Linked DNA regions of Sus scrofa: all the other regions are linked to region 1. Evidence: chromatin contacts called from public Hi-C and promoter capture Hi-C data. All regions are on one chromosome and are shown on one strand. Each heading gives the region's core, a stretch centred on a gene start, on an enhancer-like site or on the middle of the called end of the contact. The rest is flanking DNA. Distances are from core to core; before and after follow the strand shown. Region 1 holds the start of RAD18 (RAD18, E3 ubiquitin protein ligase). Region 2 holds the start of MTMR14 (myotubularin-related protein 14). Region 3 holds the start of VHL (von Hippel-Lindau disease tumor suppressor). Region 4 holds the start of BRK1 (protein BRICK1).

Region 1 (6,604 bases), core at 3,485-5,984:
AACAGCTCCTATTCAACCCCTAGCCTGGGAACTTCCATATGATGCACGCAGAGCCCTTAAAAGCTAAAACAAAAAAAGCAAGGTAGTATATCTAAATCCAGCTTTATCAATAACTAACCTCTGCAATGATGTAAATGTTCCATATCTACACTGTCCAATACAGCAGCCACTGGTCTCATGGGCAATTCAACACGTGAAATGAGGCTAGTGCAACTAAAGTTTTTACTTAACTTTGAGATGTTAATAGCCACATGTGGCTAGCAGCTACTATATTATACAATGTAGGTCTAAATATTCCAAGTAAAAAATAGATATTTTCAGACTAGACTGAAAGAGATCTAAAATATATACTATCTAAAAAAGCTCAATTTAAAATGTCTCAGGAAATTAAAAAAAAAAAAAACTGAAACCAGATTATGTTCTCTGACAAGAATATGTGGTCAGGCTGCAAGGGCCAGCCAATTCCCTTAGCAAGTCTCCCAAATGTGACTTGTGTGGTTTTTGTTTTTAAAAATCCTTCACTCCCTTCACTGAAGGCACTTTAGGTTACACAAGGCTGTTTATGCCCAGTTTGCAAACCTTGCAAACAATAAAGCTGTCCTTTTATTTATGATAATCCCAATTCTTTACCAGGATTTCTTTATAATTTAGGACAACATTCCTATACTGAAGACAACATTTAAAATGTCAATTACCTACAGACTGATCTCCAGATTCAGTGCAATTCCAATGAACGTCCCAGGCCTTTTTGTAGAAATTAACAATCTGATTCTAAAATTTATATGGAAATTCGGAGTTCCAGTCATGTTTCAGCAGAATCAAATCTGACTAGGATCCATGAGGTCTCGGGTTGATCCCTGGCCTCACTCAGTGTGTTAAGGATATGGCATTGCAGTGAGCGGTGGTGTAGGTCACAGACGCGGCTCAGATCCCGTGTTGCTGTGGCTGTGACAAAGGCAGGTGGCTATAGCTCCGATTTGACTTCTAGCCTGGGAACCTCCATATGCCATGAGTGTGGCCCTAAAAAGCCAAAAAATAAAATAAAAATAAAATTTATATGGAAATGCATATAAAGTGCAAAGATCCTAAAAGAACCAAAACTTTGATAAAGAAAAACCAAAATTTTGATAAAGAAAAAAAATGCTAGAGTAGTTGCTATGCCTGAGTTCAAGATTTACTAGAAGGCCACAGTAATTAAGATAGCTTGGTGTTGGCATAAGGATAGAAACAATGATCAATGGAATAGAAAAGAACCCAGAAACAGATGCACATCTAATTCCCTGGGGCCATATTGACTGAGATAGGGAGAATTCTATCAGGTGATAGAAATGTTCAGTATCTAAACTATAGTGGTTACATGCTATAAACATTTATCAAAATTTATTGATACTTGCACACTTTCCAGCGCACTTAAAATGGATGCACTGTATTATATGTAAATTAAGCCTAAATAAAGACAATTTTAACACATATTTAGAATCTCCCAAATTTATCTTAGCTACTAATATGAATCTAGCTTAGAAGGAAACTAACATTTATTTACTAAAGGCCTATAATGTGCCAGACACTGGACTTTGCATATTAAATTCTCACAACCATCTTCTAAGGCAGAAACTTCTTACCAAAGTTTCAAATTTGAAGACATGCTAGGATTTGCAATTTCATCCACCTAGTAAGTGGGAAGGGAAGAGTCAAGCCCGAATGTATCCCTAATGCCTGTGTTGCTGCCACCACTATCCTCTTATTGTCTTCTTGATAGAAAATTTTCACCAAAGCTACGACTATTCACAAAACCTTTTTTTTTTTTTTTTTTTTTTTGGCGCCACACATGTGGCATATGCAAGTTCCCACAGTAGGGGTCAAATCGAGCTACAGCTGCCAGCCACAGCAACGCAGGATCCGAGCCGTGTCTGTGACCTACACCACAGCTCATGGCAATGCTGGATCTCTAACCCACTGAGCAAGGCCAGGGATCGAACCCGCATCCTCATGGATACTAGTCAGATTTGTTTCCACTGCACCACAAAGAGAACTCCCACAAAACCATTTTTTAAGCCTAATTTTTTTTTTTAAACTTTCCAAGGTAAGACAAAAAAAAAAAAAAAAAAAGGAGTTCCCGTCGTGGCGCAGTGGTTAACGAATCCGACTAGGAACCATGAGGTTGTGGGTTCGGTCCCTGCCCTTGCTCAGTGGGTTAACGATCCGGCGTTACCGTGAGCTGTGGTGTAGGTTGCAGACGAGGCTCGGATCCTGCATTGCTGTGGCTCTGGCGTAGGCCGGTGGCTACAGCTCCGATTCGACCCCTAACCTAGGAATCTCCATATGCCGCGGGAGCGGCCCAAGAAATAGCAACAACAACAACAACAACAAAAAAAGACAAAAAAAAAAAAAAAAAAAAAACTTTCCAAGGTAAATCAACTGGAAAATAGATAATAAGGGAGATCCCAAGCCTAGATAATTCATAAACTGGAGGGCAGATCCTGAACAATGACAGGTGCACTCCTATGCACTACATATGTCAAGCTACAGTATAACAATATTTACATACTAGCCTCATAGAGAGAAGTATAGACTCAATATATGATTCTTTCCAGCATCACAGAGCAAGTTAAGTGATAATTCTGTCTGTAATACTCTTCAGTGGAAGAACTCTCCCACTGGGATTTTTTTTTAAACTTTAAATTCCATGCCAAGGACTACTTGGTTGAACCACCTATCTCTTATCCTGTTAAAAACAAAAATTCTGAAATTTAACATCTAGAAGTGTTGGATAAATAAACATACATAGTGATCAAAACCATTACTCTTGTAAATGTTACAAAGGGCATAAAAGCATTCAAGAGGGAAGTGGTAGAAAAACATCAGAGCCCATACAAAATATTTACTATTCAAGAGGGAGGTCATGGAAAAGACCTGAAAACTTCAAGACAGAGAAGCTAAATAAAAGTGAGAAATAAGTATGTGTACTAATTTTTGGTGTTAAATGAACACTACATTACATAAAAATCACACTTTTACTACCTCACAGAAGGAGTACATACTTACAGTTATGTGAACACTGAGGAATCATCATTGCAATGTTGAAATATTCAAAGCAAATTCCACACCGCAGCAAATCATCTACTGGCTGAAATGCAAAAATACGTATATGCCTATCAGAAAGCCACCAAGATTGGAACATCTGCCATAGATCTTTCTCCATCCCCTAAAAAAAAAAACTAATAATATTTCTTCATGCTAATAATAAAGATTTATTAATTTAATGCTTACCACATGCTAGATACCTTCAATCAACTAGCAAGTCATTTTTGAGCACCATTGTGTTTAGGCACAGTGAATAAGCCAGACAGCATCCCAATTCACACACATTTAATCAGCCTTATAAACTATTTATTTCTATTTCCAGTTTATAGATGAGGCAACTGAGGCTCAGAGAGGTTAGGTAACTGAATCAGGGTCACAGTTAAATATGAAGCAGAGAGCAAATTTAATCCAGAACCACTGGAACTCAAATCTGTGTTCTTCTCCACTGCACCACTGCGTCTTGGTGCCAAAGCCACCACAACTTTAAAACCACAGCTTTCCTAGATCCTTCCATGATGTCAGCTTTTCACCATAGGGCTATCTCAAGTCCCCAAGCAATAGAGATGACACTGGTGGCAGCAGGTAGAACATGGCCTTATACCTCCTTTAACCTCCCCCACGTTCCTTCACTTAATCCCTAGAGTCAGCCTTATGAGTCAGTGGAACAGACACCACAATCCTCAAATTTACCAAACTAAGGAACAGAAGAAGGTGATCCTGCTCACAATCGCAAAGAGAAACACAGAACAAGGAGAAAAACCAAGCAACTGATTGTAGCTAGCACAGCATAGTGTATTTGCTCTTAACCAAACATAGGAGAATCCAGAACTCACCACTATGGTAAATGGAAACTGGAATGCCTCGCCAAAAACAAAGTAGCCGCAAAAATCAGTGTTCTTTCAGTAAAATACTGCAATGAGATCAAAGGCTAGTGCTGGGCCCCAGTCCTGATTTCTTTGTTTAAAAGAGAGAGATGCACAACTATTAGGAGTCAGGACACATCAGAGAGGAATTAAGACAAATTAGCACTAGGCTTCTTGAAGGTAACTGGAAGAAATTAAAGAGAAATGTAAAGGAGACTACCTGCCTTGCTAAGCGATCAAGAGTTATCTGATGCAGGATTCACCCCAAATCACATACGGTGTCAGATTCTCAACTAAAGAACTGGGAGAGTTTACATAATGCATGGCACGTAGTAAGCCCTAAGAATTAGGTGTCACTGTTGTTTCCATTGTTTGGAGTAACTGCTTCCCTCCAGTTCTCTGTTACTGTTGTGGCTGACTCGGAGAATGATCGGTTCCATACGAAGGCCAACCTTGGATCACCATAATGGACCAAGGCTTATCCCCGGCACCTCCCAGGGGAGGAAACTGAAGTCCAAAGCCAAGCGGTTGGCAAGTGGCAGCGAAGAGCCAGGTACCCTGGCCCAGCTCGCCACTGGCGCCTCATCCTTTCTCCTCCTTAAGCCGGGGCTGGCCTCCTGCGGACGCCGGGCGCCCCCAACCCCCCCGAAACACTCACCTTCATGACTGCCAGCCCCGGAGGCCACCGTTGTTCGACCAAGGAGTCCATGGTCTCCCCTAAAAAAGCGGGGGGTATCCGCTACCCACTGGTCTCCAGTGCCCCACTGCCACTCGAAATTCCCCGCGCTACTGAGGTACGTCAGCATTTCGCGACGCGCCTGACACGCGAGCGGTGCCTGTTGGGAGTTGTAGTACGTGGGCGGAGCGCAGCCAAAGGTGCTCTCATTGCGCACGCGCGGGGTTTCCTCTTCGCCTCTCCACGACATCCGGTTTTGTACAGACACTTAATAAATAAATGCCTGTTGAATGTTGGGAAAAGATAGCCTGGCATCAAACGAAATCCAGGCCTTGCTAAACATTTCAAAGTCTAGGCTCACGCCCCCTCTTTCCAGTCACCTTCTCTGATTGCTATGACGATCTGTCCCTGCTGTGAGCCAGGGTTTTCAAATCCATTATTTCATCTCACCGCATCACAATACTAAGAGGTAAACATTATCGTTAGCTTTCACAAAAGTTCGCTTTGGCCCCCAAAAGTGAATAGTTTCCTTGAGTCACACGGTGTCTTTGACCAGACTACAAATAGGGCCTCTGGACTTTAAATAAGAGCTCTTTCATCAACTAGGATGGTTAACTATCTTAACTTTGGAGTGTAGCCTTCCAGGTAGTTCCTGTGCAGATACATAATTACAGTTTTTTTCCACGAATATTATTGTGGTAAATCATACTTTTGTCAATTTGAATTTTTCGGTTAACTTAGATTCCTCCTGAAACGGCTCCGTTTTATGGATTTATCTCATTCTTTTTAATAGCTACATTGTCCATCATACAGATTACTGAAATTTATGTATCCACTCCCATACTGAGGACACTTTACATTATTTCCAGTTTTTCGATATTGCAAAGAGTTGAAGTGAACATACTTACTATCTATGAAAATCTTGGCATATTTGAGCCAGAATATCTAGGGGATTTCTAGTAGATGGAATTACTAGGTTAATTTGTGTGCTGTTTTATCACTGTTATAGCTAGACTTTTCCAAAAAGGCTGTACCAGTATATTTAAACACTCACCAATCGAGTATGAGTGTCCATTACCCAAACATGAAGCACTGATCAGCACACTATCCAGTCTGTCTGTTCAACTCAGCACTGATCCCCTGCCTGATGTGGGCCTCCATCACATTAGGTTTCATGGGCAGCAAATCAGCACAGTTACATTGTTCAGGGAAGACCTCTGCGGCTTGTCACTGGCACCCCCACATAGTCCATGTACTCACTCCTTCAACAAATCTTTTTTTTTTTTTAAGTACTTACCATTGACCAGTCAGAGCTTCCCTGTAAAGTAGGCAGAAGTGAGATTGTTATTGCCATTTTACAGATGAAGACATGGAGGCTCAGAGAGGTTAATGCTTCACTCTTTCAGACTCTCTTCATAAGGAACTTCTGACCCATGAGGCAGAGATGTTTTCAATTGATTTTTCCTAACCTGTGCCCAAATCTCATTGGACAATAATAATATTAACGGCATTTGGACACAGAACTTTAACATCCATTACAGTAATAGCTGACACTTATTAGACCTTTGTATGCAGAGCACTGTTCTAGATTTTTTTTTCACATGTAGAATTATTTCAGACTCACTCCAACCAAATGAGAAAAGGGAAATAAACATAACTGGCTTAAGTATGGAAGTGGAACTAGTTAAGTGCAGGAGGAAGGATTTGACTTGGGCAATCTGGCTTAAGAATCCATTTTAACCAGAGTATTCTCATAACTACTTCATCATGAGAAATCATCTCATTTTCTAGATGTAGGAACTGAATCTCAGAGATGCAAAAGGACTCATTCAAGAACACACAGCTCGTCAGTGGCAAAGACCAGTTCTGAATCTAAAACTTTTAACTCCAAACCAGAAGGGATTATCCATTGACACTTTATCAAGGAATAACTGAGCAGAGAACGCTTCAGGGCAGAGATCTGAGGACCCCAGAATGCTGG
Region 2 (6,628 bases), core at 367-2,866, 590 kb after region 1:
AAACTTCTCCCTGATTTCCACTGCCTCAATTTCTCTGGAACAAGTTCCGTAGATAAATACTTTTAGTAAATAGTTACACAAAATACATGAACACACTGACTGGCTTAAGGGAATGTCTCTAGTTTTCTTGCTGATTTGAAACATAGGGACATTGGCTCAGGAGTACTCTCCAAATCACGGACGTTGTTTTGTTGCTAGTAATTATTATTGTCAGCCTAATAAGCTGGGTTCTCTCAAAAATTTTAAATGTGTATGGGCAGCCATTGACCAGCCAACAGATGGTCTCTCTCTGAAGTGCAATGACAAAAGTGAAAGAAAGAATGGAACCAGCTCCAAGAATACAAGCCTGACATCACTTTTTGTGAATACTACACTGAGATCAGAAGAGGCAGTGGTGACTGAGGGTCATGTTAATACTGAATACTGATTTCTTTTCTTTTTTTAAAGGTTTTATTGAATTATAGTTGATTTACAATGTTGTGAACATTTCTGCTGTACAGTAAAATGAATACCGATTTTTTTCCCCAAACTTCTTGGATGATCAATAGGATGATAAAAGGGGGAACTGCTGAAATATATTTCTAGACCAAAGATGGTGCCACTCCTGCCCAGGCTGCCATGGCAACATACCAAAACTTAGATAACTTTTGTAAATCTTCTGCTTGACCAGTAACATACTATATCTAGTCAGCCAATCCCCAAACGCCAAGCCAACTGTAGGCTCTATACTTACTTCCTTGCTCTTTAATCATTTTTTATTTTTCACTTCCTTATTCTTTATCCTACAAAAGTTTCCTGCCTCCAGCTCCATTTTGCAGTTCTTTGGCCCCTTGAGGACAAACACTGGAGGCTTCATGAAGTATTAGTTTCTTTAACACCTAAATTGTCTTTCTTAATTATTTTTCTAACAATACTAATCTATTAGAGATAAATCACTGACGTATTCTCAGGTTAAACAATGAGATGCGCTTTGAAATAATTCTACTAGATGAGGAAAGGATGATTAAACAACAGGGTGGTATATGCTGATTATTGTTGAAACCAGCTAATGGATACATGGGGGTTCATTATACTATTCTCTCCTTTTCCGTGAGTGTTGGAAATATTGCACTAGATAAAAAGAACAGTAATATGGGCCTTTTTCATCATATAATTTCAAGCCAGTCATTCCCACCAACCCCCGCGTTTCTTCTTCAATAAAATGGATTGGCCATTGCAGCACTGTATTCGTAGGGACATTTTGAGGAGCAGTGAAAGCAAAGTGCCTTAGAAAATGCTGTTTTCTTACTTACTAGGGTTGCCAACACTAATTAGTTGCCTCCAACAGTTCCCTCCTCCTCTCCTTGTAATGGTTCATTCCACTGTTCCGCTAGTCTTTCCCGTGGTGGTTCCTTCCTCTCAGTTACCACGCTATTTCCCCCCCCCCAGCCCCAATGGTTTAGTCCGGCTTCCCCGGGGGAAACCCCGTGGGGAGGAGCACGAGGTTTCTGCGAGTGGCCGCGGTCCGCTCCCTGGAGACCACTTGGAAAGCTCCGCGTCAGGGGGTGGGCCGATAATCTTGAGGCGGGGCGCTAATCTCGGGCTCCGATTGGCCAGAACTGGAGTAAACATCCGGCAGGGTGGGGCGGGGCCGGAAGTGGAAAGGCAAGGCGGCGGCTGAGGCGGCTCGGGAGGTTCCGGACCGGAGTAGGTTCCTCCCGCTGCTATGGGCTGTCCTGATCGGTGGTGAGGGGGCCTCTGGCGCTAAAGGGGACACGGGACTGGGCCATGGCCGGCGCTCGGGCCGCCGCCGCTGCCTCGGCGGGGTCTTCGGCTTCTTCGGGCAACCCGCAGCCGCAGGAGCCGGGGCTCGGGGAGCTGCTGGAGGAGTTCTCCCGGACTCAGTATCGGGCCAAGGATTTTAGCGGGACGGGAGGCTCTAAGGTGAGTCGGAGGCACGGTGAGCAGCAGAGGGTCCCTGGCTTGGGAAGCTACTGAGGAGAGACAGGTCAGAGAAAGGAGGGAGAGAGGGAGATTGCCAGGATCTGGACCTGTAGAGCAAGGGTCGGGTTTAAAAACCGAAAAGGAGGAGCTGGGATCAGAATGAGCCAAGGAAGGACGACGTTTTGGTTTGAGACAAGGGATTTGGAGGCTAGGGATCCGAACTGAGGGGCCATTCAGAGATTAGAGAGGAGGAGCTGAGGAGGGTTGTTCCCCTGCATAAGATACTAGCACAGAAGCCTCCAAGTCTAGAATTAAAAATCTAGAGGATTTCTGCAGCTCCGTGGAGGGGTGGGGCAGAATGAAGTCAAGAGTTAAACTGGAGTGTGTTGATTCTTTATACAGTCTCAGAGTGACTTTAGAATTAGGACCATCCCTTTCCTTTCCCTTTGTGCATGAAGGGAGCCCACACTCCTCTGTTCCTTTATGAAAAACAAGTCTTGGTTCCTCTTTTTTTTCTGCCTTTGAGATTCTTTTCAGTCTCCTTATGGCCAGACCTGGAAGGCTTCCAGTCTGATCAGGCCATTCCCATCCTAGGGAATCTTGCTGACCCTGCCATCTTTCATTCCCCACGTGGTTTTGGAGGGGTTAGCATCAGGTTTTCTAATGGGATTCTTTTTCATCCTGGGTCTTGAAACTCTGGTTTGGCTCCAGGGGTTACCTATAATGGGACACACAGCAGTTGGCATCTGCTAGTCTCTAGAGTAACCCAGGGAAGGCTTCAGTAACAATGAGTTTCCTCCACTGTCCAGATGACTATTTCTCAGCTCTTAGCCTGAGGACTACCCACTTCAGCATCATCTGGGGTGCTTGTTGGTTTTTGTTTGTTTTTTGTCGTTTCTAGGGCTGCACCCGTGGCATATGGAGGTTCCCAGGCTAGGAGTCTAATTGGAGACGGCCTACGCAGCAGCCATAGCAACGCCAGATCCGAGCTGCATATACAACCTACACCACAGCTCATGGCAACATCGGATCCTAGATCCGCTGAGTGAGACCAGGGATCGAACCCGCAACCTCATGGCTCCTAGTTGGATTCGTTAACCACTGAGCCACGACAGGAACTCCTGGGGTGCTTGATAAAAAAGTTTCTTTGGTCCTATCCAGTCCTACTGAGTTAGAATTTCTGAGAGTGGTAACTTGGAATTTGTATTTTTTTAAATAGGCTTGTTAATGATATGAACCTTGAAATTTGAGGATTGCTAGTTTAAGCCACTGAGTTTTTCCTTCCCCATTGGTCTTTTGGATGGGTAGAGGGTCAGTGGTTTTGCTGGGCCCCCCTTCCGTTGTAAACACCCCTGAAGATTAGGGTTGTAAAGAGTTACACCTGACTCTCACTCTAGCTGGCCTTAAATTTATGATCTCTTGCAGGCTTCTTGGGATGTTACAGGTCTTATGTCTTTCTTCTAATGGGCCTTTCCCTGAGATGAGCAAAACCACAGCAATTTTAAGGGTGCTGTTTCTTCTATTTCATAAGCAAATTGTGTGTAAGGAGACAGCTTTGTCTGCAGCTTTTACTCATTATGCTAACTTGAGCTTCTAGGTACTGGTCTTTGGCTGGAGAATGAAGGAGAATTTCGGGGCAAAGGAAGATAATGGATTAGTGCTACTTAAAGTAACCTAGGCAGGAGTTCTTAATATTTCATGGATTGTGGACCCCTTTAAGAATCTGTAATCCTCTCTTCAAATGCTACAAGATTTTCCTGAAGCATTGAGGGAAAGAGTCTGTCCTAAAGCCTACCATATATGGGTTCATGAACTACACATTTAGGGCCTGTGGTCCAGCAATGTGTCTCTTCCCAGCATTGAATTATCATCACAGAGGCACATGGCATTCCCAGTGACCTCTCCAGTGATTCAACCTCAGAACCCCAGAATCTTCTTTATGCTCAGGTCTCCTCCTCTGTGCAGGTTGAGCGCATTGAGAAGAGGTGTCTGGAGCTGTTTGGCCGAGACTACTGTTACAGCGTGATCCAGAATGTGAATGGGGATATCTGCGGCCACTACCCCCAGCACATCGTGTTCCTGGAGTATGAGAGTTCTGAGAAGGAAAAAGACACGTGAGCATCTTGTAACCAAAGCTGCCTGGCTGGGGAGACCTCAGCAGCTTATCCCCAGGGTCAGGAACCCTCAGCTGGGCAGGGCAGGCTCACTTTTCCCAGGTGTTAACCCTTATTGCCATCTTTGTTTGTTTCAGGGGTTGCCATCTTAGATGGGCAGAGTAGCATAGCATAGGAGGAGGGGTTCGGAATCATAGCCCTGGATTCTTATTTTACTCTACCCTCTAGATCATTGTCCTAAGGCAGCTGATTTCACACCTCAGCCCTCTGAACCTCAGAGTCCTTTTTTAAGAGAGTGTGAGTGGTCCCAGTAATCCAGTATATTAAAAAAAAAAAAAAAAAAAAAAAAGGAGTTCCCATTGTGACTCAGAGGTTAAGATACCCAACTAGCATCCATGAGGATGTGGGGTTGATCCCTGGCCTCACTTGGTGGGTCAAGGATCCAGTATTGCCATGAGCTGTGATATACGTTGCAGACGAGGCTTGGATCCAGTGTTGCTGTGGCTCCGGCGTAGCTGGCGGCTACAGCTCCAATTGGACCTCTAGCCTGGGAATCTCCATATGCTGCAAGTGCGGCCGTAAAAAAACAAAAAGACAAAAAAAAAAAAAAAGAGTGAGTGAGAGGTATGCTTTGTCAACACGATTACGCACACTTACCATGTGTAGCGCTTAGGATCCCAAGGTCTGGGGTCAGACTGCTTCACTGTACATGCTGCCTGCCCCACTTGCTGGCTGGGTAACTAACTTGGAAAAGTTTCTTCTTTGTCTGTTAGTTTTCTCATCCGCAAGTCTGACTCTATTTAGAAAAGCAGCTACTGTAGTCCCTGCTGATAAATGGGGCTATTCCAAGCCTGACATGTTTGCTATAAGAATGAAAAGTAAGAGATACCATATATTGAGGGCCTACAAAGGCCCAAGTGCTGTCTTCATGGTAATAGTTCACAGCAGAGCAGACAGAGATCACTGGCACAGGATGCAGCCCATAGGCGGTCAGTAAAGGGTAACGCTTGATTGACACAGCCCTGAGGCTGTAGGAAGTGCTTTATATTGCTCTCAGAGTGTGTTTCCTTAGGCTCCCTGCTTGCTGTTGATTTTAAGAGAGTTCCAGGAGCTGTTGCCAAAATATCTGTGAGAGCTGAGCCCTGTGGAAGCACTGTTAGGATGAGAGCTATGGTTGAGTCCCTCTGCAAAGTGCAGTGGGCCCTCACTCCTCAGAGCATGCCCATCGGTGCACCCAGGAACTGCCTAGAGATTCTAAGCCTTGCTTAGAGCTGCCACATCAAAATCTCAGCAGAACAAGATGGCACAATGATTCGTCTGCACATCAAGCTTTGAGAGACACTGCTGTAGACGAACTGGAGAGAAGTGTTGATTCTGCCTGGTGTGTGAGTGTTTGGGGAGACATGTTGCGATGCCTTTCAGTGGGAGTTGGAAAGATGAGTAGAAGTTTCCCTGACATATCCTTAGTTTTTTGGACGAGCCTGTAGAGGGTCTTGATCATCAGGCCAAGGAGTGTGGACAGCTGCAGTTAGTTAGTGGTTGTGTTGTGCTAGTATCTCCTGAGCACTTACTGAAATCAGAGTCAGAATTTCCAGAAACTCCATCTCAGCTCCCTAGATGAGTCTTACCTTTGCCATAAGCTGGGAACCTCAGGGAGCCAGAGAAGCTCCAGGGTGGAGGGGTTTCCTCATCTGCAAAATGAGATAAATGTCCCTTCTTATGATGTCGAGGTGGTGTTCACTGAGAAGAAGACATGTGTTAGAAAAACAAGTTGTATGTTGATCTAGGAATTGTATGCCTGCCGCTTTCTGTCACCACCACGGCGCTTCTGCCTTATTTAGCAGCATCTTGCCTTCCAGAAGTCTTACACGGCCTTGAAATGATACCCAGTAGGCGATGCCTGCTGAAGACAAGGGAGTATGCGTATGTTGAAGTGGGAAGAAGTCAGACTTTTGACTTCTTTACATGTGCCCGGGTTTGGTGTTAATGTGACACTAACTAGACTGAATTACACAGGGTAGAACTGGACTCAGGAAGTGATTCGGTCCTGTTCGCCCTCCTCTCCATTTAGCCCATTATCTGGGAATAAACACCTAGATAGGATCCCTAAATGGCCAAGACATGTGTTTGTCATCAAGACAAACTGCTGTCATGTGGCAGACCCCAGGGGTCCAGTTGGAGGTCCTACCAGAGAGATGAAGTCCCTACCTTCAGGTTTGGTGTGTAACACGGACCCGTAAATGAGCAGTGACAGTGTAACAGGGCTGGAATGAGAGCAAGTACAGGTGAGGCACTGGGAGATAGTGGTTAAAATTCTGCACTTGACGATTACGGCATGTGCGTGTGTGTACATGTGCATGTACACGGTGGGGGATATTGGCCCACACCATTAACTTTTGGGCACCAGCTGGGTGCTGGGTGTCCTACAGTTCTACTCAATTCTTTTTTGTGTGTGTGTGTGCTTTTTAGGACCGCACTCATGTCATATGGAAGTTCCCAGGCTAGGGGTTGAATCGGAACTACAGCTGCCAGCCTACACCACAGCCACAGCAACACAGGATCCCAGCCACTTCTGTGACCCACACCACAGC
Region 3 (6,633 bases), core at 3,006-5,505, 980 kb after region 1:
CCCTTCATACCCTTATAAACCCCTCAGCTTCCTTAGCTGGAGAGATACTGACAAGGCTTTAATGCATGAGGCATGCTTAGAATAGTGCCTAGCATTTGATAGATTTATTCTTTTTCCTTGAAGTTCATCTTTGACTAGAATGAAACCTTCTGAACTCATTTCTGAGCTTCTCCAAGTGGAGTCTATTTCACGCCATTAAAATCTAATTACACGGACTTGTGTACCACCTACCTTCAGCTTTACCTACCACAGCAGGTCTATCCTTTGTTGCACTAGTCATAACTGCAACTTTGTTTTTATTCATGTGATGATTTACCCTCATTGAAATGCTGTGGAGGAAGGGACCATGACTTATCTGCAATATTCTCAACACTTGGCACAGTACTGGCTCCTCATTGGCGCTCAGATATTCACAGAATGAAGGAGAAATGAGTGTTGAAGCTTTGTTTGTTTTGATCTTCCAGAAATAGCTTCTCGAAATTTCACCATAGTGCCCTGCACATAGTAGGTCTGATTATTTTTTCTTCACCAGATATCCATGGCTCATAATTGATTTAAGTCAATTATATGTCAATAAAATCTGGAGGGAGGATTGATTTAGTTGTTTTCATTATAAAGGTAATAAAACTACATTCTAGAAAATGCCAAAAGGAACAAAAACGGGTGGGTAGGGCAATAATGACACATTTTACACATCATCACGCTACATGTACAATTTGATAGCTCTTTCCCCCTTTTATTTCATTTTCCCTGAATAAGCTTTCCTTCATTTTTAACTTTTTTAACTTTCTTTTTTTTGCCATGGCATGAAGATGTTCCTGGGCCAGGGACCGAACTTGAGCCACAGCAGTGACAACACTGGATCCTTAACCCACTGAGCCATCAGGGAACTGCAAGCTTTCCTTCATTTTAATGGCATTGCCATTCTCCAAGATAGTGGAGAAGAGTTTGCTTCAGCCTTTCATATGAGGCAATCTAAGAAACTGAAAATGAGGTTGCTCAGATGAGTGAAAATCATAATTTAAAAAAAATATATATATATATTTTAGGGCTGTACTGGTGGCATAGAGTTTCCTAGGCTAGGCGTTGATTCAGTGCCGTAGCCGCCGGCCTACACCACAGCCACAGCAACTTGGGATCTGAGCTGTGTCTGTGACCTACACCACAGCTCACGGCAACACCGGATCCTTAACCCACTGAGTGAGGCCAGGGATTGAATCCCCATCCTCATGGTTCCTAGTTGGATTGTTTCTGCTACGCCATGATGGGAACTCCTCCAAATTTTTTTTAAATTTTATGGCTACACCTGCAACATGTGGATGTTTCCAAACCAGAGATTGATTTTGAGCTGCTGCTGCAACCTCTGCCACACCTGTGGCAGCCCCAGATACTTTAACCCACTGCACCAGGCTGGGGATCGGAACCCACACCTCCACAGCAACCTGAGCTGTTGCAGTTGGATTCTTAACCCACTGTGCCACAGTGGGAACTCCAAGAATTGTATTTCTAAACTCCTTTACTTGTGGATTTGATTGAGAACAGCTGCCCAGGGGTGTAGCCAAAAACAAACAAAAAAGCCTAACTGTTCCATTCTGCCTGCTATTTCTTTTTTCTTTTCTTTTCTTTCTTCTTCTTCTTTTTTCTTTTTCTTTTTGTTTGTTTGTTTTTTAGAGCTGCACTTGAGGTATATGGAAGTTCCCAGGCTAGGGTCGAATTGGAGCTGTAGGTGCTGGCCTACACCACAGCCATAGCAACTCAGGATCTGAGCTGCACCTTAGACTTCCACCACAGCTAATAGCAACACTAGATCCTTAACCCACTGATTGAGGCCAGGCATCAAACCCGCATCCTCATGGATACTACTCAGATTAGTTTCTGCTGAGCCACAATGGGAACTCCCCCTGATATTTCTTTTAAATGTTAGGTCTGTGGGCTCTGTTAGGTATAGTGCTGGTCTATGGTCATAAATATGTGTCCCTTCTTGGCTTGGGCCATCAGGTGGGTTTTCAGTAAGTGGTAGGCCTGTAAGAGTCCTGGGCTTGGAGGCAGTGAGTATAAAATCAATGAGAAACAGATTTCCTGCTGTGGCCCAGCGGGTTTCAAACCTGACTAGTATCCATGAGGATATGGGTTCAATCCCTGGCCTCACTCATTGGGTTAAGGATCTGGCGTTACCATGAGCCGTGGTGTAGGTCGTAGACACGGCTCGAATCTGGCATTGCTCTGGATGTGGTGTAGGCCTCAGCTACAGCTCCGAATCAACCCCTAGCCTGGGAACTTCCATATGACACAGGTGTGGCTCTAAAAAGAAAAAAAAAAATCAATGAGAAACAAACTGGGTTGGGGAATCAGTGCCTACTGTGGGGTCTGCCCAGTCTCCTCATGGGCCTTGGCCCTGATCTGACACACAGGCTGGGTATTTGTACGATGGGAATTGGGAAGGCAAAACTCAGTTTTTATTCAAAGTACATCTCAGCCATTAACCCCTCTGGGGAAGATCTACCTAATTCTTTTCAGCTCAGCTAGTCACCTTCCACCTGTTCTTTTATAGCTATTAATAAAACATGTTCTACATCTATACTTCAATAAAAAAATTAAAAACAATCTACATGTCCTATACTTTCCCAGGAGCCCAGCAGATTTTGAGGGTAGAGACAGTACTTTACTCCTCTTTATGAATAGTAACTGCCACTTTTTGCTGCTTGCTTTGGGCTAGGCATTGAATACTTCCACTTAGTTCATACTTATAGGACATAGGTACTTCTTAAAAATGCCAATTTCAAATATGAATAATTAAAGTCTCAGAGAATTAAGGAGTTTTGCCCAAGATTGAAGTAAGAGTTTTAAGTAAGGGACACCCCCCACACACACCCCTGCCTTTTCACCTATGCTGGCCTCATACCATCCTTCTTGTAATTCTGTAGCAACTTCATGCCCTATGTCCAAGCTAGCAGCCCTGCTAATAGTGAGTGATCCAAGCATTGCTTATCAGTTTTGCTTCTGCAACCTTGCTTGCTCAGTTTCTTAGGCAGGAACACTGTCTGCTAGGGGAAAGGGGAGGTCCCTGGCTGCTTACATGGAAAGAACAAGACGCTGTATTGTATAAAAGCTGCTGAGACCAAAGACCTGGTGCTCAGACTCTGGAGCCTGAGCTCCTCTGAGCCTGCACAGGGGCTGAATAAACCCTTCTTTTGTCTGCATCTCCAAGTGCCCTTTGTCTCCTTCCGCTGCCAGGGTTTCTGCAATAAGATCACATACTTGAAGCTAAACCTGGAATGAGAACCCAGGTGGGTACGAATTACAGAGTGCAGAGACTGAACTATGAAAATGATTCCCTTTTCAGTTTCCTTTAATCTTTCTAATTATGTCCAGAAAAAAATTGACTTAACAACTAAACACTCAGTATCTAACATCTAACGCCTGGCTGTTTAAGAAGAGTGCAGGCTCAGCGCCTTTACGTTTGTTTAATAGATAAAACCCGGTAACTTGTTTTGAGATTAGTTCCACTGTACCCTTCTATAGTAAATGAATTTCCATTGACTGTAGTGATATTAAATTCCTTTTTGAAGTTCCCACTGTGACCTAACAGGATTGGCAGCATCTCTGAAGCGCCAGGACACAGGTTTGTGGGTTAAAGGATCCAGCGTCGCTGCACCCGCAGTATAGGTCGCAATTGCAGCTCAGATCTGATCTCTGGCCCAGGAACTGCATGCCCAGGTGGCGAAAAAAAAAAAAAAAAAAAATTCCTAAACATGTTTAATTGCTTGCGTATGTGTAGAACAACTTGGAAGGGAAGAACAAAAAAACTGATGATATTTGTTGCCTCCAGGGACCTCTAGGCGGCTGGGGGAAGTGGGATGATAGCTAAATTTTCACTTTATTCTACTTTTCTGTGCAAAATTCGAATTTTGTGACCCAAAATGGAGACAAAAGAGAAAAATGATCAATGAGAAAATTATTAAACAGCGCAGATGTTGGGCAGGATATAACAAAAACCACGAAGGTCTTAAGAGAATGAATGGAGCTAAAGAACGCTGTGCCAAAAACGTATGGGTCGCACATGAATCCAACTTATACGGGAAACCGGGCATCCGGATAGCCAGTGATAGCCTCGGCCTCAGCAAGGTCTCGGCCCCTGCTTAGAGGATGCACCTGCGCATGCGCGCAGCCTCAAACCAGCCATCTTAGGGGGTGTAGCCCACCCTCTCCATCGAGCGCGCGCGAAAACAGCGCGCAGGCCCGGGGACGCGCACGCACGCCCCGCCCCCGCCCCGCCCGGCGAGGCCCGGGTAGTCCAGGCTGTCCGACGTAATGCCCCGGAAGGCTGGGAAGGCGGGGAACGCGGAAGAGGCCCGGGCCGGCGCGGAGGAGGCGGGCGCCGAGTCTGGCACGGAAGAGTCTGACTCCAAAGAGCTGGGCGCCAAGGAGATGGAGGCCGGGCGGTCCCGGCCTGTGCTGCGCTCGGTGAATTCGCGGGAGCCGTCCCAGGTCATCTTCTGCAACCGCAGCCCGCGCGTCGTGCTGCCCGTGTGGCTCAACTTCGACGGCGAGCCGCAGCCCTACCCGACGCTCCCCCCCGGCACGGGCCGCCGCATCCACAGTTACCGAGGTAGGTTGGCCGGGGTCGTCCTGTCGCGCCGGGCCGCGCCGCCGCTTTGTCCCCGTGGGCAGCGAGCGCCTGCCGTCGCCCGTGCTGAGCTGCGCCCAGTGCTCCAGGCCTGATAACAACGGCAACCAACGGTGGCACGTCTCACCGAGTCCCCTCCCGATCCGGGAAGGCAGATGCTATTGTCGTTAGTATTCCCATTTTACCCTTGAGTAACTGAGGCCCCAGAGAGGTTGACGCTGCCAGTACGTGACAGCCCATTGTTCTAAAACTGAATAATTTGCATTTGATGATGGCCACATGTGTATTCCATCCCTGACGCCCATTTGTTCTGTATGTGAAGGGGAGAATCTCATATCCTCTGATGTGCCCAGTGGGCCAGCTCCGCCTCAGATCCCTGCGTTCATGAAGTACATGGTCCAGTGCAGTAGACGAGACAAATGCATAAATAGATAAGAACTAGCCAGTGTCCTAAGTGTTGTGGTTGGAGCAGAGTTCGGCGGGGCACCAGCTCAGAGAAAGGGAGGGGTGTGCGCTTTCGGAGAAGAAAGAGAATTCTGCAGGGTTTGAATGGGATCTAACCAACCGGGTTAGGAGGTGAGAGTAATAGGCAGAGTGAACCTACCACCTGGGGTCTTGGGGAGAGGAGAGGGTATGGAATGGTGGGAGAGGAAGCCTGAAAGTTTACTTTATCCCTGAGAAATGGGGCCATTGAAAGTTTTAAGCAGGGAATGGCGTTGCCAGACATAACACTGAAAAGCTTACCAGGTGGCAAAGTGGTTTGGAGGGGAAAGACTACTGGTAAAGGTTAAGAAACTGTCCTAGTAACCCAGGTGGGGGATATCTAGGCTTTACTGCCCAAGGAGGCAGTCATCTTCCTTGGCTTTCAAGAAGAGAAGTTAATACTTGCTTAATTTTCACTACCTTCCTTGCAAGATTTTTTTTTTTTTTTTTTTTTTTGGTCTTTTTAGGGTCGCACCCGAGGCATATGGAGGTTCTCAGGCTGGGGGTCCAATTGGAGCTGTAGCCACCTGCCTGCACCACACCCACAGCAATTCGGGATCTGAGCTGCCTCTGCAACCTACACCACAGGTCCCGGCAACACTGGATTCTTAACCCACTGAGCGAGGCCAGGGATCGAACCTGCAACCTCGTGGTTCCCAGTCGGATTCATTAACCACTGCACCACAACCGGGAACTCCAGGTCTGATTTGTTTCTGCTGAGCCACTACGGGAACTCCCCTTGCAGGATCTCCATGGATCTTTTTTTCCTTGAGGGTGGTGTACTTAGTAATGCTCTTTAAACTTTTACATCAAAGTTCCCTTAATATCAAATGAGGAAGAGCACAGTTGTGCCAGGCATCAACATTTCTGTAGTCTCCTATTTTTTCTAGGAAATTTTGTGGATTTTGCATCCTTCTCCAAAATTTATTTGTTCCTGATTTAATATAAACATTTCAAAAAAATTACTTCCCGTGCAGACGTACTTAATGTTACTAAACTATACACTTAAGATGGTTAAAATAGTTTTATATTATGTGTATTTTAGTTCAATAAAAAAAATAACTTCCCACTTTACATTTCTTAAATTTTCCCACCAAATCTTCAAGCAAGTTTGTGCCCTAGAAACACATACTGTTTTTATTCTGAGACAAACTCCTCCCTCCTTAAACTGACTCTTAGTCCTGGGGATTTGTCTCCTTTCACTCTCCTTTTTTTTTTGTCTTGTTAGGGCTGCACCCAAGCAAATGGAGGTTCCCAGGCTAGGGGGTCAAATCAGGGCTATAGCTGCCAGCCTACACCACAGCCACAGCAATGCAGGATCTGAACCGTATCTGGGACCTAAACCACAGCTCATGGCAACACCAGATCCTTAACCCAGGGATCGAATCTGCATCCTCATGGATACTGGTTGGGTTTGTTAACCACTCAGCCATGATGGGAACAACTCCTTTTTTTTTTTTTTTTTTTGTTTAAGATGTATTTGTTTTGGGAGTTCCCATTGTGGCTCAGCGGTAATGAACCTG
Region 4 (6,667 bases), core at 3,856-6,355, 960 kb after region 1:
TAGGGACAGTAGAGGATAGTAACAAGAACTGAATCTGGCAACTGTTACGGGTTCTAAAACATTATTAAACCAAGGTTCACAAGCCTCTGAAGATAGGTTTTTAACCCATTTTTTAGATGAGGAAATGGATTTGTTCAAAATGGAGTAACCCTGTTCAGCATTAAGATCTGTGCTGTGTTGACAACTACGGATAGTCTATGCCTCTCAGGTCAGAGGCTGCTGGCACTTGATGAGTCATTTATTCATGGACTGATGCTCAAGAAGGGCATTTGTGGCCAAATATTTGTGACTCTAAATCCCATGTACTTTATACCATTGGTTTTCAAAGTACAATCCCAGGACTAGCACCATAAGCTTCCTCTGGGAACATGGAAGAAATGCAGATTCTTGGGTCTCACCTCAGGCCTATAGAATCAGAAACTCTGAGGGAAGGGCCCTGCATTCTGCATTTAAACAAACGCTCCAAGGGATTCTGATGCACTTTATAATTTGAAAACCAGTTTTGCTGTTCTTTTAAATAACTTTAGCTTTTACTATTCTTACTTATGGAGACAGTCTTCTCTTGGCCCTAAAAATCTCTTTTCTGACACAAGGGAGCAGCTCTCAGAGCCCTGGGCTACTTATTAGGTACCAGTTCTAAGGAATTACACCAGGCTGAGAGTAAAAATAGTTTCCAAAGGCCAATCTTTAAAAAGTTTTTCAAGATTTTTCTGGTTCTTCTACATCTGTTTTGTCTTTGTTTTTTGTTTTCTTGCCTATGGAAGGTCTACTGGCTATGAGGACTTGATTTTTTTCCCCCTTTGAAGATTAAAGAGGGTGCTGGGAGGATTTTGCTAACTTGGAATTTATCCAGGTAGAATTTGGACTTTCCATCTATTTAAAAATGCCAGTATATAAAGGGTTGCACTGAATTTAGGAGAAGCTTACATTTTTTTGAGCACCTACCTATTATGTTAAGGGGTATAGCAGATCCCTTTTCTTTCTAGCCAAGTGAATTTCTCTCCCCCTTCTCTCTTCTCCCACAAAGGTCTGATCCTATCCCACCCACTAATTGCCTAGGGCTGGGAAAAGATGACACTTCCACCATATTTTGTGAGGTCGTAAAATGTTCGCTTTGTTTTTGTTTTGTTTTTTTTTTTTTTTTTGCTTTTTAGGGCCACACCCGAGGTATATGGAGGTTCCCAGGCTAGGGGTCTAATCAGAGCTGCAGCCACAGCCACATGCCAGATCTGAGCTGTGTCTGTGATCTACACACCACAGCTCACGGCAACGCTGGATCCTTAACCCGCTAAGCAAAGTCAGGGATCAAACTTGAAACCTCATGGTTCCTAGTCAGATTCATTTCTGCTGTGCCACAACAGGAACTCTGTAAAGTTTGTTTTTTAAAGAGTATTATTGGTGGTGTTTCAAACCAGAAGACCTCCCCCTGACCATGGCTGGTATAAAGGAGACTTGTTGATTTCCTCCAACTGGTATGTTTCTCCTGATCTGTTTAGGCCCATGTACACACTTTCTTCAAATATCTCCAGCTGCCTTTGGATGAGAAATTGACATCAGAGGGATAGTTACATATTCCAAACAGCCTATGAAAGGCTTCTAATGCTTGTTATTATGACCCTAAACTCAGGACTGCTCTGGTACACCACCAAGGCACAGTGGAGGAGGGTGTTAACTCCTCTGAGTATGTGATCATAATCCCAGGAGCCTTTCCTCCTTTGTCTCTTAAGAGGCAACAGGGCAGGGGGACAAGGCTTTATCAAATGTCCAGCCTAAATACTCAGCAGAACCAACATGGGATGAGAGAGGGCTTCTGACCCCAGGTCTTTCTACCACTTTGTCACAAGGTTCAAATAAGGATATTTCACACCCCCACTCCCACCTTCCAGAAGTCACCATCATCCACTCCAGGAGGGGTTGAACCTAGGAAGTCTGTTCAAGCAGCTCTAGTAGCTCCCAAATGGGGAACACCTGGTTCTGGCTAAAAAGTCTTCCCCTTGGTACCAGTCCCCCTCCGAGGACCCGCATCCTGATTTCCCCATCTGGGAAAGTGGAAGACAGCGTCTTAAGTACCCCTGAGGTTCTTGTGAACTGTGAACTGCGATCCCAAGGGGCTGGAGCTACCCTGAGTGGGGAAGGCTTCCCCTTCCGGCCAGGAGAGTGGGCTGTCCCCGGGGGTCCCTACCCGGGGGCGGGGACAGAGGGCTAGCGGAGGTGGTGGTGAGAGCCCAGGCCGGTCCCACCATCCGGGCCAGGGGCTCACCTGCTGAACTCCGAGGGCCACACGCTCCAGAGTGGCGGCCGCTGTTTCCAGGCCGCATCTTTTCTCCACCGGGCGCCTGGCAACCGCCTTTGTGACCCGGAAAGCACGCGGTGGGTGGGGGTGGGGTGGGGGACTCGAGGAGCCCCGCTGGGAGCCCCCACCTCCCTGGAACACTTGGCCCGGGCCTTAGCCTTCAGCAGTGCCAGTTGGACCCCCACCCCCTCTCTTCCCCTTTGGCAGTTGATCTGTGCCTTTGATTTGGCAGAAGAGGGCCTACTCCAAAGACTGGCCTGGAATCTACATGTGTTCCTGGAGCTATAGTTAGTGTCAAAAAGTAAGCTCCAGGAGTTCCCCTGGCGGCCTAGCAGTTAAGGATTTGGTGGTGTCACTGCTAGGGTGCAGGTTCTTATCCCTGGCTCAGGAACTTCCGCATGCCCTGAGCACCACCAAAAAAAAAAAAAAGAGGGGGAGTAAGTTCTAGTCTTTAAACCCTGCTCTGGGGGTTCAGGCTGACTTGCGCAGAGTTCCAAAGTCTTTTGCTGCTGCACTGGAAAGATCCAGGCACTAGGAGACAGTTTATAAATGCTAACCTGTCAAGAGCAAGAAGAAAGATTCATGTCTCTCCCTGACTTCCTGGCCAAAAACTTTGCTCTGCTTCCTGTTAAATCTCAAAAAGAACAAATTAACTAATGGCCCACCTGCCCTTAGCTTACAAACCCAGAAATTGCCCTGGTGCTTTATGAGCAGTCACCTTTTTGTCTGGCTCTTTGGATGAAGCCAAGGGGAGGAGACTGGGAGCCTGGGGATGTGGTGTCAGGATAAGATTCTAGTTTGGAAGATCTGATAGTCTGGAGGGACTTGTCAAGAATTGTCAGGTGTCCACTGTGTGCATGTGCCTGTGGAAGGAGAGATCAGTGGAGAGAGTGGGAGGCTGAGGCAGAAAAATGGAGAGGGGCAGAGACTGATGAGTCTTGGAAAAGACTAAAATGATTTTGAACTACTGGTTTTTTCCCTAGTAAGTTTATTTAATTAATTTATTTATTTACTTATTTAGTCTTTTTAGCACAGCATATGGAAGTTCCCAGGCTAGGGGTCGATTCAGAGCTGCAGCTGCCGGCCTACACCACATCCACAGCAATGCAGGATCCAAGCTGTGTCTGAGACCTACACCACAGCTCATGGCAATGCTGGATATTTCACCCACTGAGCGAGGACAGGAATCAAACCTGTATCCTTATGGATACTAGTCGGGTTTGTTACTGCTGAGCCACAATGGGAACTCCTTTATTTTCTCTTGAATCAGAGACAAAAGTTTTTATTGTGCAGTTGAGTTTTTTTTAATGAAAGTCTGCAAAGCAAAATTATATGATTAAAAATTGTTAGACAATGGTTCATCATGCTGTACAGTAGAAAAAATGACAGAACTCTGTAAACCAGCTATAATGGAAAAAATATCATTATATAAAATAAAGACAGTTCCCATCGTGGCGCAGTGGTTAACGAATCCGACTAGGAACCATGAGGTTGCGGCTTCGGTTCTTGGCCTCGCTCAGTGGGTTAACAATCCGGTGTTGCTGTGAGCTGTGGTGTAGGTTGCAGACGCCGCTCGGATCCCATGTTGCTGTGGCACTGGCGTAGGCTGGCAGCTACAGCTCGGATTCGACCGCTAGCCTCGTGAACCTCCATATGCCGTGGGAGCGACCCAAGAAATGGCAGAAAGACTAAATAAATAAAGACAAAATATTTTTTAAAATTGTTAAAAAAGAAAAAGAAAAAGGAATTCCCATCGTGGCACATTAGAAACGAATCCGACTAGGAACCATGAAGTTTCGGGTTAGATCCCTGGCCTTGCTCACCGGGTCAAGGATCCATTGTTGCCGTGAGCTGTGGTGTAGGTTTGCAGACGCTGCTTTGATCTGGCATTGCTGTGGCATAGGCTGGCAGCTACAGCTCTGATTAGACCCCCTAGTCTGGAAACCTCCATATGCCAGGGGTGCGGGCTCCCCCACCAAAAAAAAAGAAAAGAAAAAATTTTGTATTTTGTTTTCTTCTTCACTTTAGCATGTGTGTTCTGTTGCCATAATTGACATTTAAATGACCTCATAATATTGCTCTAAGTGACTATACTGATATTTAGCCATTCCCCAACAGTTGAGATTTGTTTTTTTAAATGAATGATGCCTTTAAGAACATTGTGCTCAAAGTGTTTTCTCTTTTCCAATGAGCTCTTCTTTTTTGTCTTTTTTGGGCCGCATCCCAAGGCATGTGGACTTCCCAGGCTAGGGGTCGAATCAAAGCTGTAAGCTGCCAGCCTGGACCACAGCCATCAGATCAAAGACTCTGCAGCTCTATCTAACCCACTGAGCTAGTGCCAGGGATGGAATCCACGTCATGGATACTAGTCATGTTCCTTACGGCTGAGCCACAACGGGAACTCCACCAATGACTTTATTAAATTTCCTTCTGAATAGATCTTGCCAGCTTACAGTATGACCAGCTATTTACTAATTTTCCCATTTCCCTTCAGCCAGCCTCTTCATCTCTAAGTATTATAGTTTAAAAAAATAACCTTTTGTTCATTTGATAAATGCAAGGTGGGCATCATGTGTTGTTAAAAGGCATTTTTGAAATGACTTGTGTTTTCTGTGGTTTAATTGGCATTGCCCAGCTTATTGTGGTCAGAGATCTCAGTTTGGAGCGCCTGAAGTTAGGGTTGATGCGGGCTCACGCGCCCCCTAACGACCAAAACTGCCAGTGACTGAGGGGGGACGGGGGGGGCTCTGAGTGCGTGCGCACTCCATTCTCCAAGCCGGTTTTGCGGCCACCGTTTTCCGGGGTGTGGGAGAAGAGCGAAGACGCTGGCGGGGACTTGACAATGCGCAGGCGCATCACGAAGCCTGTGGATTTGTGGCCAACCGAGCATGGGCGTGGGCTGGCTGCGTCGGCGCACTGGAGGCCTGGAGGGTCGAGGCGCGTGCGCAGTCGCGCTTCCTTCAGCTGCAGCCATGGCAGGCCAAGAGGATCCCGTGCAGCGGGAGATTCACCAGGATTGGGCGAACCGGGAGTACATTGAAGTCATCACCAGCAGCATCAAGAAAATCGCAGACTTTCTCAACTCGTTTGGTCAGCGGGCGAGCAGGGGGAGGCAGGGAGGAGGGGGGCCCGCCTAGGGAGGGCGCTGAGAAGCTTTGACGCGGGTTCTGGGAGCCGTGGGCTCCTGCTGGTGTTTGCTTCCGCCTTCAGGCCGCACTTTTCCCCTCTCGCTCTGACCCCCGGCCTCCACTGATCATTCCCTGTGGGGTTATCCTGCCCCACGCTGAGCTCATCGGCTTCATTGCCTTCCCCCCGCATCCAGTAACAAGTCCGTTCCTTTCCCGGACGTGTCAGACAGCCCCATCCATCGCCTGAATCTTTCCTTCTCTTCAGGCGTCTCCCTTCTTTTGTGCTTCGTTTCAGTCGTCACTTGGTGCTCAGAGAGCGCTGTCCAGAAGCCCTTTAGCGTCGAGCCTGTTAGTCGCCCCTCCTGTCGGTCCTTTCCTGTCTCGGCGTGTGCTGTGCAGAGTGGTAGATGAGAGCGGAGGAGGGCCCACATCGCGTCCGGCCAGGGACATCTCTGCATCGCTAGTATCTAGACCACAGTGGGTGTTGTCTGCTTCTAGCAAAATCTTTCCTTGGCATGACCTGTCCGTGACAGTCTTAAAGTTCCTTCCGCGTTGTTTCCTATCCTTGTGCTACACCCTGCAGCAGAGACTCCTGACTCTTGTTCTCCGAGTGTTACTTTGAAAGAACCGGGCACTGGGTAAACTTTTTATGTCATCACAAGGTGTGGGGATGACATCTAGTGATCTTTTTCCAGTTGTGCTTCTGGCCCACTAATTCAGCAACATTAAGCGATTAAGTAGGGGAAACTGATAAATTTAAAAAGACTTAAAAAGGAATTATTTTCTTGCTAAGAGAAGTCCAAAGGAGTGTATAAAGGTGACAGCAAGAGATTTGTCCAAAAGCATCAGCAAGACAAACTAGATCTGAGTACAAGGCTCTTTCTCAGTCTCTGTGGGGAAGACAGAATAAGAACCATTTCCTACAATTAAGTGATTTCTATTTTGAAGATGAAATAATGACATCAGAGCAAAGCAGAACATTGTTTCTGATTTAATATATTTACATATAGGAATTCCCCTTGTTGCTCGGCAGTAACAAACCTGACTAGTATCCATGAGGACCTGTGTTTGATTCTTGGCCACACTCAGTAATTTAAAGATCTGTGTTGCAGGAGCTGTAGTGTAGGGTGCAGAGGTGGCTGGGATTCTGCATTCCTCTGGCTGTGGTGTAGGCCAGCAGCTACAGCTCCGATTCAACCCCTAGCCTTGGAACTTCCATATGCCTTGGGTTTGGCCCTGAAAAGAC

Evidence for each region. Promoter capture Hi-C pulls out the DNA fragments that hold promoters and counts their contacts. Hi-C and Micro-C count contacts between places; a contact is called where the count stands out from the background.
Region 2: a promoter capture Hi-C map of liver shows a contact between it and region 1, with 4 times the contacts expected there. The contact joins the promoter of MTMR14 here to the promoter of RAD18 in region 1. A contact is called at or near these places in 2 of 5 promoter capture datasets (fetal skeletal muscle and liver) and 1 of 47 Hi-C or Micro-C datasets (embryonic fibroblasts).
Region 3: a Hi-C map of heart right ventricle shows a contact between it and region 1, with 4 times the contacts expected there. The contact joins the promoter of VHL here to the promoter of RAD18 in region 1. A contact is called at or near these places in 1 of 5 promoter capture datasets (fetal liver) and 1 of 47 Hi-C or Micro-C datasets (heart right ventricle).
Region 4: a contact with region 1 is called in a promoter capture Hi-C map of liver, with 4 times the contacts expected there. The contact joins the promoter of BRK1 here to the promoter of RAD18 in region 1. A contact is called at or near these places in 1 of 5 promoter capture datasets (liver) and 2 of 47 Hi-C or Micro-C datasets (heart right ventricle and skeletal muscle).

What each region holds. Positions count from the first base shown.
Region 1 is chr13:65,354,408-65,361,011 of Sscrofa11.1, forward strand. RAD18 (RAD18, E3 ubiquitin protein ligase) reads right to left here and starts at 4,735. Exons shown (of 14, transcript NM_001142833.1): 1 at 4,606-4,735; 2 at 3,046-3,127. The coding sequence starts at 4,656.
Region 2 is chr13:65,946,904-65,953,531 of Sscrofa11.1, forward strand. It overlaps MTMR14 (myotubularin-related protein 14), which reads left to right and starts at 1,617. Exons shown (of 18, transcript XM_013981948.2): 1 at 1,617-1,923; 2 at 3,889-4,037. The coding sequence starts at 1,768.
Region 3 is chr13:66,330,280-66,336,912 of Sscrofa11.1, forward strand. VHL (von Hippel-Lindau disease tumor suppressor) reads left to right here and starts at 4,256. Exons shown (of 3, transcript XM_003483214.4): 1 at 4,256-4,609. The coding sequence starts at 4,312.
Region 4 is chr13:66,310,333-66,316,999 of Sscrofa11.1, forward strand. BRK1 (protein BRICK1) reads left to right here and starts at 5,106. Exons shown (of 3, transcript XM_003132361.5): 1 at 5,106-5,383. The coding sequence starts at 5,182. It overlaps FANCD2OS (FANCD2 opposite strand protein), which reads right to left and starts at 2,633. Exons shown (of 2, transcript XM_021069317.1): 1 at 2,261-2,633. The coding sequence starts at 2,318.